Linked DNA regions of Mus musculus: region 1 is linked to region 2. Evidence: chromatin contacts called from public HiChIP or PLAC-seq data. All regions are on one chromosome and are shown on one strand. Each heading gives the region's core, a stretch centred on a gene start, on an enhancer-like site or on the middle of the called end of the contact. The rest is flanking DNA. Distances are from core to core; before and after follow the strand shown.

Evidence for each region. HiChIP or PLAC-seq counts read pairs in DNA pulled down with a chosen protein or histone mark.
Region 1: a FOXA1 HiChIP or PLAC-seq map of pancreatic cancer cells shows a contact between it and region 2. The contact joins two enhancer-like sites. A contact is called at or near these places in 1 of 484 Hi-C or Micro-C datasets (nephron progenitors) and 1 of 115 datasets of contacts at active chromatin or transcription factors (pancreatic cancer cells).

What each region holds. Positions count from the first base shown.
Region 1 is chr17:67,149,039-67,152,362 of GRCm38.p6, forward strand. All of the region lies in intron 2 of Ptprm (protein tyrosine phosphatase, receptor type, M), which reads right to left. Among named protein-coding and RNA genes, the nearest start is that of Mir5709, 120 kb to the left of the region's middle. Within about 2 kb of position 1,668, at least 27 of the 459 cell types and tissues checked have an H3K27ac peak or open chromatin away from gene starts, as enhancers often do. A contact at or near this core is called in pancreatic cancer cells, where this site is marked.
Region 2 is chr17:66,616,354-66,619,382 of GRCm38.p6, forward strand. No RefSeq gene overlaps it. Among named protein-coding and RNA genes, the nearest start is that of Themis3, 23 kb to the left of the region's middle. Within about 2 kb of position 1,743, at least 6 of the 459 cell types and tissues checked have an H3K27ac peak or open chromatin away from gene starts, as enhancers often do. A contact at or near this core is called in pancreatic cancer cells, where this site is marked.

The sequences.
Region 1 (3,324 bases), core at 418-2,917, 530 kb after region 2:
ATAATATCTGTCCAGGATCTTCTGGCTTTCATAGTCTCTGGTGAGAAGTCTGGTGTAACTCTAATAGGTCTGCCTTTATATGTTATTTGACCTTTTTCCCTTACTGCTTTTAATATTCTATCTTTATTTAGTGCATGTGTTGTTCTGATTATTATGTGTCGGGAGGAATTTCTTTTCTGGTCCAGTCTATTTGGAGTTCTGTAGGCTTCTTGTATGTTCATGGGCATCTCTTTCTTTAGGTTAGAGAAGGTTTCTTCTATAATTTTGTTGAAGATATTTACTGGCCCTTTAAGTTGAAAATCTTCATTGTCATCTACTCCTATTATCCGTAGGTTTGGTCTTCTCATTGTGTCCTGGATTTCCTGGATGTTTTGAGTTAGGATCATTTTGCATTTTGTATTTTCTTTGATTGTTGTGCCCATGTTTTCTATGGAATCTTCTGCACCTGAGATTCTCTCTTCCAACTCTTGTATTCTGTTGCTGATGCTCACATCTATGGCTCCTGATTTCTTTCCTAGGAATTCTATCTTCAGAGTTGTCTCCCTTTGGGTTTTATTTATTGTTTCTACTTCCCTTTTTAGGTCTTGGATGGTTTTGTTCAAATCCTTCACCTGTTTGGTTGTGTTTTTCTGTAATTCTTTAAGGGATTTTTGTGTTTCCTCTTTAAGGAGTTCTACCTGTTTAGCTGTATTCTCCCGTATTTCTTTAAGAGAATTAGTAATGTCCTTAAAATTCTTTACCAGCATCATGAGGTATAATTTTAAATCTGAATCTTGCTTTTCCAGTGTGTTGGGGGTATCCAGGACTCGCTGTGGTGATATTACTGGGTTCTGATGATATCGAGTAGTCTTGGTTTCTGTTAGGAAGATTCTTACGCTTGCCTTTAGCCATCTTGTAGTCTATGGTGTTAGATGTTCTAGCTGTCTCTGGCTGGAGCTTGTTCCTCCTGTGATTCTGTTACTTCTGTCAGCACTCCTGGGAGACTAACTCTCTCCTGAGTTCCAGGGGGGTCAGAGCACTTCGTATAGGCAAGCTCTTCTCTGGTGGGGAAGGTGCAAGGAGGTCTGAGGATCAGCTGTGCCTCCTGTCTGAGGATGAAGGCCCTAAGAGACCCTGTCCAAGAAGCTCTGTTGCTTAAGCAGACCATGTGCTCTCCTGAGTAGACCCATCTCAGAAAGACCCGGAATAGATAATGTTGATATCACCTGAGTCCTGGGGTCAGAGCACTCCCTCAATGTTTTCTTTTATAAGAGTTGCCATGGTGATGGTGTCTCTTCCTGGCAATAAAACCCTAAGTAGGACAATGGGTGAATATGTAAATACTAATATCAGCTGCTCTCATTGCTACATGGAATACTCATGGTCCCTCTGAAGTGGCCTCTACAATATAAGGCTCCCAAATCCTGCCTTCCACACCACATACACACACTAGGCCCTGACTAGTGAGTTTGTGCTGGGGCGGGGGAGGGGGGAGGGGAGGAAAGTGTCTAAAGCCTGAGGTTAGTCAGTGCCAGCCCTCTTGACATCGCCCACAATCTCCAGAGGAAAGTAGTAAAAACAAATATAGCCACACAAATTGGGTAACAAACCTCAAGTATAGACACAGGCACATAATCCACAAATATTTAAACCAAAGAAGAGAATAGGGCAGGAGTGATGACTCAGTGGTTCAAGAATATACTGCTTCTTACAGAGGGTTTAAACTCTGTGTCCAGCATCCTACATGGTGACTCAGAGCTGCCTGGAACTCCACTGCAGGGGGGATCTATCACCTTTACCCTTTACACTCTTCTGACCTCTGTGAGCACTGTACTTGCTGTCTAGCTCTCTCTCTCTCCTCTCTCTCTCTCTCTCTCTCTCTCTCTCTCTCTCTCTCACGCACACACACTAATAATTACAAATAGAATAAATCTTTAATGAAAAGAATAAACAACAGCCATCAAATACAATCAATCAATGGTAATGGTGATAATTCAGGGGAAAAGGTATAAAATATTAGTATGCCTAACATCATGAAAGAATCTAAAAGTAAATTATTTTAAAAGGAAAAAAGTCAAGATCAGAGACTAAAAAAATAATAGAATAAAAGAATTCAGGTTGGAAGGTGCATGCTGCAAGTGGCCAAAGGAATCTAATCAGTGTACCAGAAGAGACAGCCCCTGTCCACCATAGGCCCTCAGGAGCCAGGCTCCATCTCAAACCCTGAACCTTTCTTACAGCACCACACTCCATGGACATCAACCTCTGAGCAGCATGAAGGGGAGCACAGAAGCAGAACTTGACCAGATATCTGGAAAACCCACTTCCTGGTACTGAATTCCGGCCTTCATGATCTTTGCCTTGCGGCCCCAGCTTCACTGCAAAGTTCCTCCCTTGGTCTTCAGCGCATTCTTGCTTAGATTCCCTGCCCTAACACATTGACTTTACACCCGTCCCCAGCTTCTTAATTCCTTTCATGTTGTGTGTTCTCATGTGTGCAGGTGCATATGTACAGGTCCACACATGTCTGTAGAGGCCAGAGTACAACCTCGGGTCTCTCCTTAGGCATGCGCCCTCCGATGTATTTTATTATGTATTTGGAGACAGGGTCTCTCACAAATATGAAGCTTACCAAGGAAGTTAGGTGGAGCAGCCAGCAAGGCCTGGACATCTGCCTACCTCTGTCACCTAAGTACCAGGCCTGCTCACCTACAGCACACTCCACCTACTTTAGGGGGTTCTGAAGAAGAGACTCTATCCTCATGCCTATAAGACCACTGCTTTACCAACTGAACCCTCTTTCCAGCCCCCTACAGCTTTACCAACCTAGCTGTCTTCCCAGCCCCACATTTCCTTCAATGCTCTCCTTCATTTTTAATGGGATATTTATTTCTTTACATTTCTGTTTAAACATTCTCTCACTGTGCATGATGGATTCTTCAGTATCTCAACCAAATTAAAACAAACAAACAAGCAAATAAAGAAAACAGTATTGTAGGACTTTGTCCAGTAGCTTAGCATATGTGTTAGTAAATCAAACCAAGAAAACACACACACACACACACACACACACACACACACACACACACAGAGAGAGAGAGAGAGAGAGAGAGAGAGAGAGAGAGAGGATTCTCTAGAGAGCACCACCTAAAAGGGTAGGCTCTACAACACTTCATTTCTCATAGAGAGATATCTGTTAGAAGACTGTCAGAGAGAGACAGACAGACAAAGTCAGAGACAGAGGGAAAGAGAGAGAGAGACAGAGACATAGAGAAGTAGAGATAGGGAGATCGCTGAACCACTATGAGCTGTCTACCCCATGAACATGGGGGCTTGGAACTACCC
Region 2 (3,029 bases), core at 493-2,992:
GACCTCGTACGTTAACCTTTGTGTGCTTACCATGACTTTGTGTGTTCACTGACTTACCGTGACTTTCATTGCTCTTTGTTTTTGAGGCAGGGTTTTTCTGTGTAGCCCTGGCTGTCATGGAACTTTCTCTGTATATCTGGCTGGCCTTGAACTCACAGAGCTCTGCCGGCTTCTACCTCCTGAGTGCTGGTATTAAAAGTGTGTATCACTGCCACGGACTAGGCCTAGTCGGCCCCCCCTCAATCCGTGGGAATCAGGGGTTCCGGCAGATGGGCATAGAGTCGGCGGGAATTGGGGTGACCAACAGACTCGACACAAGGGAGTGTGAATCTGTGTAATTTGTCAAATCGAGCATCAAACTTTTTATACAGAAGAAAATAGGGAATTTAGGTGACACACTGGCAAGGTACAAGGAGGTTACGGGATCCTTACATAGAACAGAGGAATGCAAACACAAAGGACTGGCAGGAACCAATGGGGATAAAATTCAATGTTAACAACTGGGATAAAAAACAGTCCCACATAAAGTCAGCTTAAACTTAGAAGCCAGGGACAAGGGCTTCATGCCCTTGCCATAGTTCCTATTCTAGTCTACTGTATAGTCCACCTTCTCCCTAGGCCATTGTAAATACTTGTATATGGGTGTAACTCAGCTATCTATAGTTCTAAGTATCTACTCTGGTTCCTCCTTAGATCACACACTTCCTTCTTCCTAGATAATGGTACATTCCTGTGTAGGGCAGTGACTTAGCTATCCATGCCCAGGTTCGGATCAAGGACTGCCTAGAATCTAACTTAGCTATATGTCAAAGAATCAATCCTTAGGAGCACTTATAATAAAGCAATATTAAAGGAAAGCACACAGATCCGTTTACCAACTAAAGCAAGGACATTGGAGCATTCGTTATACAGGATGCCACGGTCCCAGGAGACTAAGTTTCTGTGAACAGGTTTTTGGGGCCTGTCGTGCTTGTCACCACTGGAGTGGATGTAGCATATCGCCACTACTCATCCAGGTTCTACCTCTTAAGAGTCCTACTACCCCTCAACTATTAGGAATTAGTTTCTAGGACATCAACCTTTGAGGGACAAACTGTATCATTCAACTATCTACCTATTGAGTCAAAAGCAGAAATCACCTTACCATTTAGTACTAGGGCCAAGAATAAATGGTGCAACCTCAACTTCCTAAGTCCCTTACTCTCTACCTGTGATAACTGGGCACACTATCCTGGATTTCTAGGCCTTAGATTTCTAGCCCTATGGAGTTCTTCAACCAGGAAGTGAGGTTAATAGCAGTGTCAGTGTAATAGCTTTTGGAGGACCCTAGTTAGTACGAGCAAAGACTCAGATCTAGCACATAGCTCAAGAGTGTTAGTGGCTGGTGTCATGTTGGATAGGATTGACGCCCAGACACTCTACACGGCACCTAGGTCACACAAAGGTCAAGGTAGGAAGTCCTCTCAGCCTACTTCTTGGCTACCACCATTTCCATCAGCACAGCACATTGAAGGGGGAGACCAGATGAGACTGTCTTCTCTCCATAGCCTGAACCAAGAAGGAGACTGTGGGTTGGCACCATGGGCCTGGCTTCCCACATAGCCGATGAGGACTCTAAGAGAGGCCGTCCTGCATTGTGTGGTTTTGTCCCTTTTCTGCTGTAACCACACAGCACTGGAGTTTTCTCCTCCTACTCCATAAAGACTAGAGGTTCTGTAAGCAGAGATCCTGAGTCATCTAAGTACCCTATTGAACATTAGATTAGTGATTCTCAGCCTTCCTAATGTGGTGACTCTTTAACACAGTTCATCATGTGGTAGTGACCACAACCATAAAATTAGTTTTGTTGTGACTTCATACCTGTAATTTTCCTTATGAATCATAATGTAAATGTCAGTGTTTCCCAATGGTCTGAGGTGACCCCTGGGAAAGTGTCATTCAACCCCCAAGGGGTCGGGACCCAAGGCTGAGAATCACATTAGTCCCTTTCTCCTTTAGGGCTTATCCCCGAAGCTCAGCCACATTGGAGACTAAGCTTCTCATAGATAACTTCTGTGCCCATCGTCTTCAGCCACAGCACTCTGACTCGACTCTTTCCTTGCGTCCATCCTGCCCTCCCATCACGGGGTTAGACAGCAGGTGATGTTATGCTGCCCCTTACAAAACAAAAACCCAATTCAAGGAATAAATACCTTGCTCTCAAAGTTCGCTTACGGGGGAAAGTAGCCATCCAGAAGACAAAGCAAACGAGAGAGAAGAGCAACCACAAGACAGAGGTAACTGTCAGAGGTGGCAGCAGGAAAAGAGCATTGAAATATGTCAGGCAATATGACGGGATGAGAAGAGGAGCCAAAGGTCTGGAGCTGGGGAAGCCAAATGGAGCTGGAAGAGAAGGAACAAAAGAGTTGTTCTGCCTGGTAGCCGGACTCCAGACTTGTGTGGTCTGTGTTGTCTGTCCTTCCTTGAAGGCTTGAGAGGTGACCTCTCGAGGCCCCAGAGGACAGGCGAAGGCAGTGTGGAAACTTCTGAGGGAAGCTGTGTGCTGTGCTGTGGCTCAGCTGTACCAGAAGGGGACAAAGCTACCAACTGAAGTCCGATCTCAGAAAAACTCAGCCTCTGCTTTCCCAGAAGTCACATTAGAAGAAGGGTGGGGTCCTGGGTGATGCTGATCCTGACACCCAGGCCTACCCCTGAAGAGTTATTTCCCTGCGTTCTTATTCTGTTTGCACAACTTAGAATGTAATAAGATGAGCAGAGTCAGAGAGATGGCTCAGTGGCTAAGAGAGCCTGCTTGGAAAGCACAGCACCTGAATTTAAAATTCCCAGCGTTTATACCAAAAGCTGCATGTGGCTGTGCATACCTGCAACCCAAGCGCTGTGCGGATGTGAGGAAAAGATCCCTGGAGTTTGCTGCCTGCCAGTCTAGTTCCAGGTTCAGTGAAAGATTCATCTCAAGAGAAAAAGGCATGGAATGACTGAGTAGATACCTGATGCCAACCCTTGGCCTCCTCCATATGTGTATGCCTGTG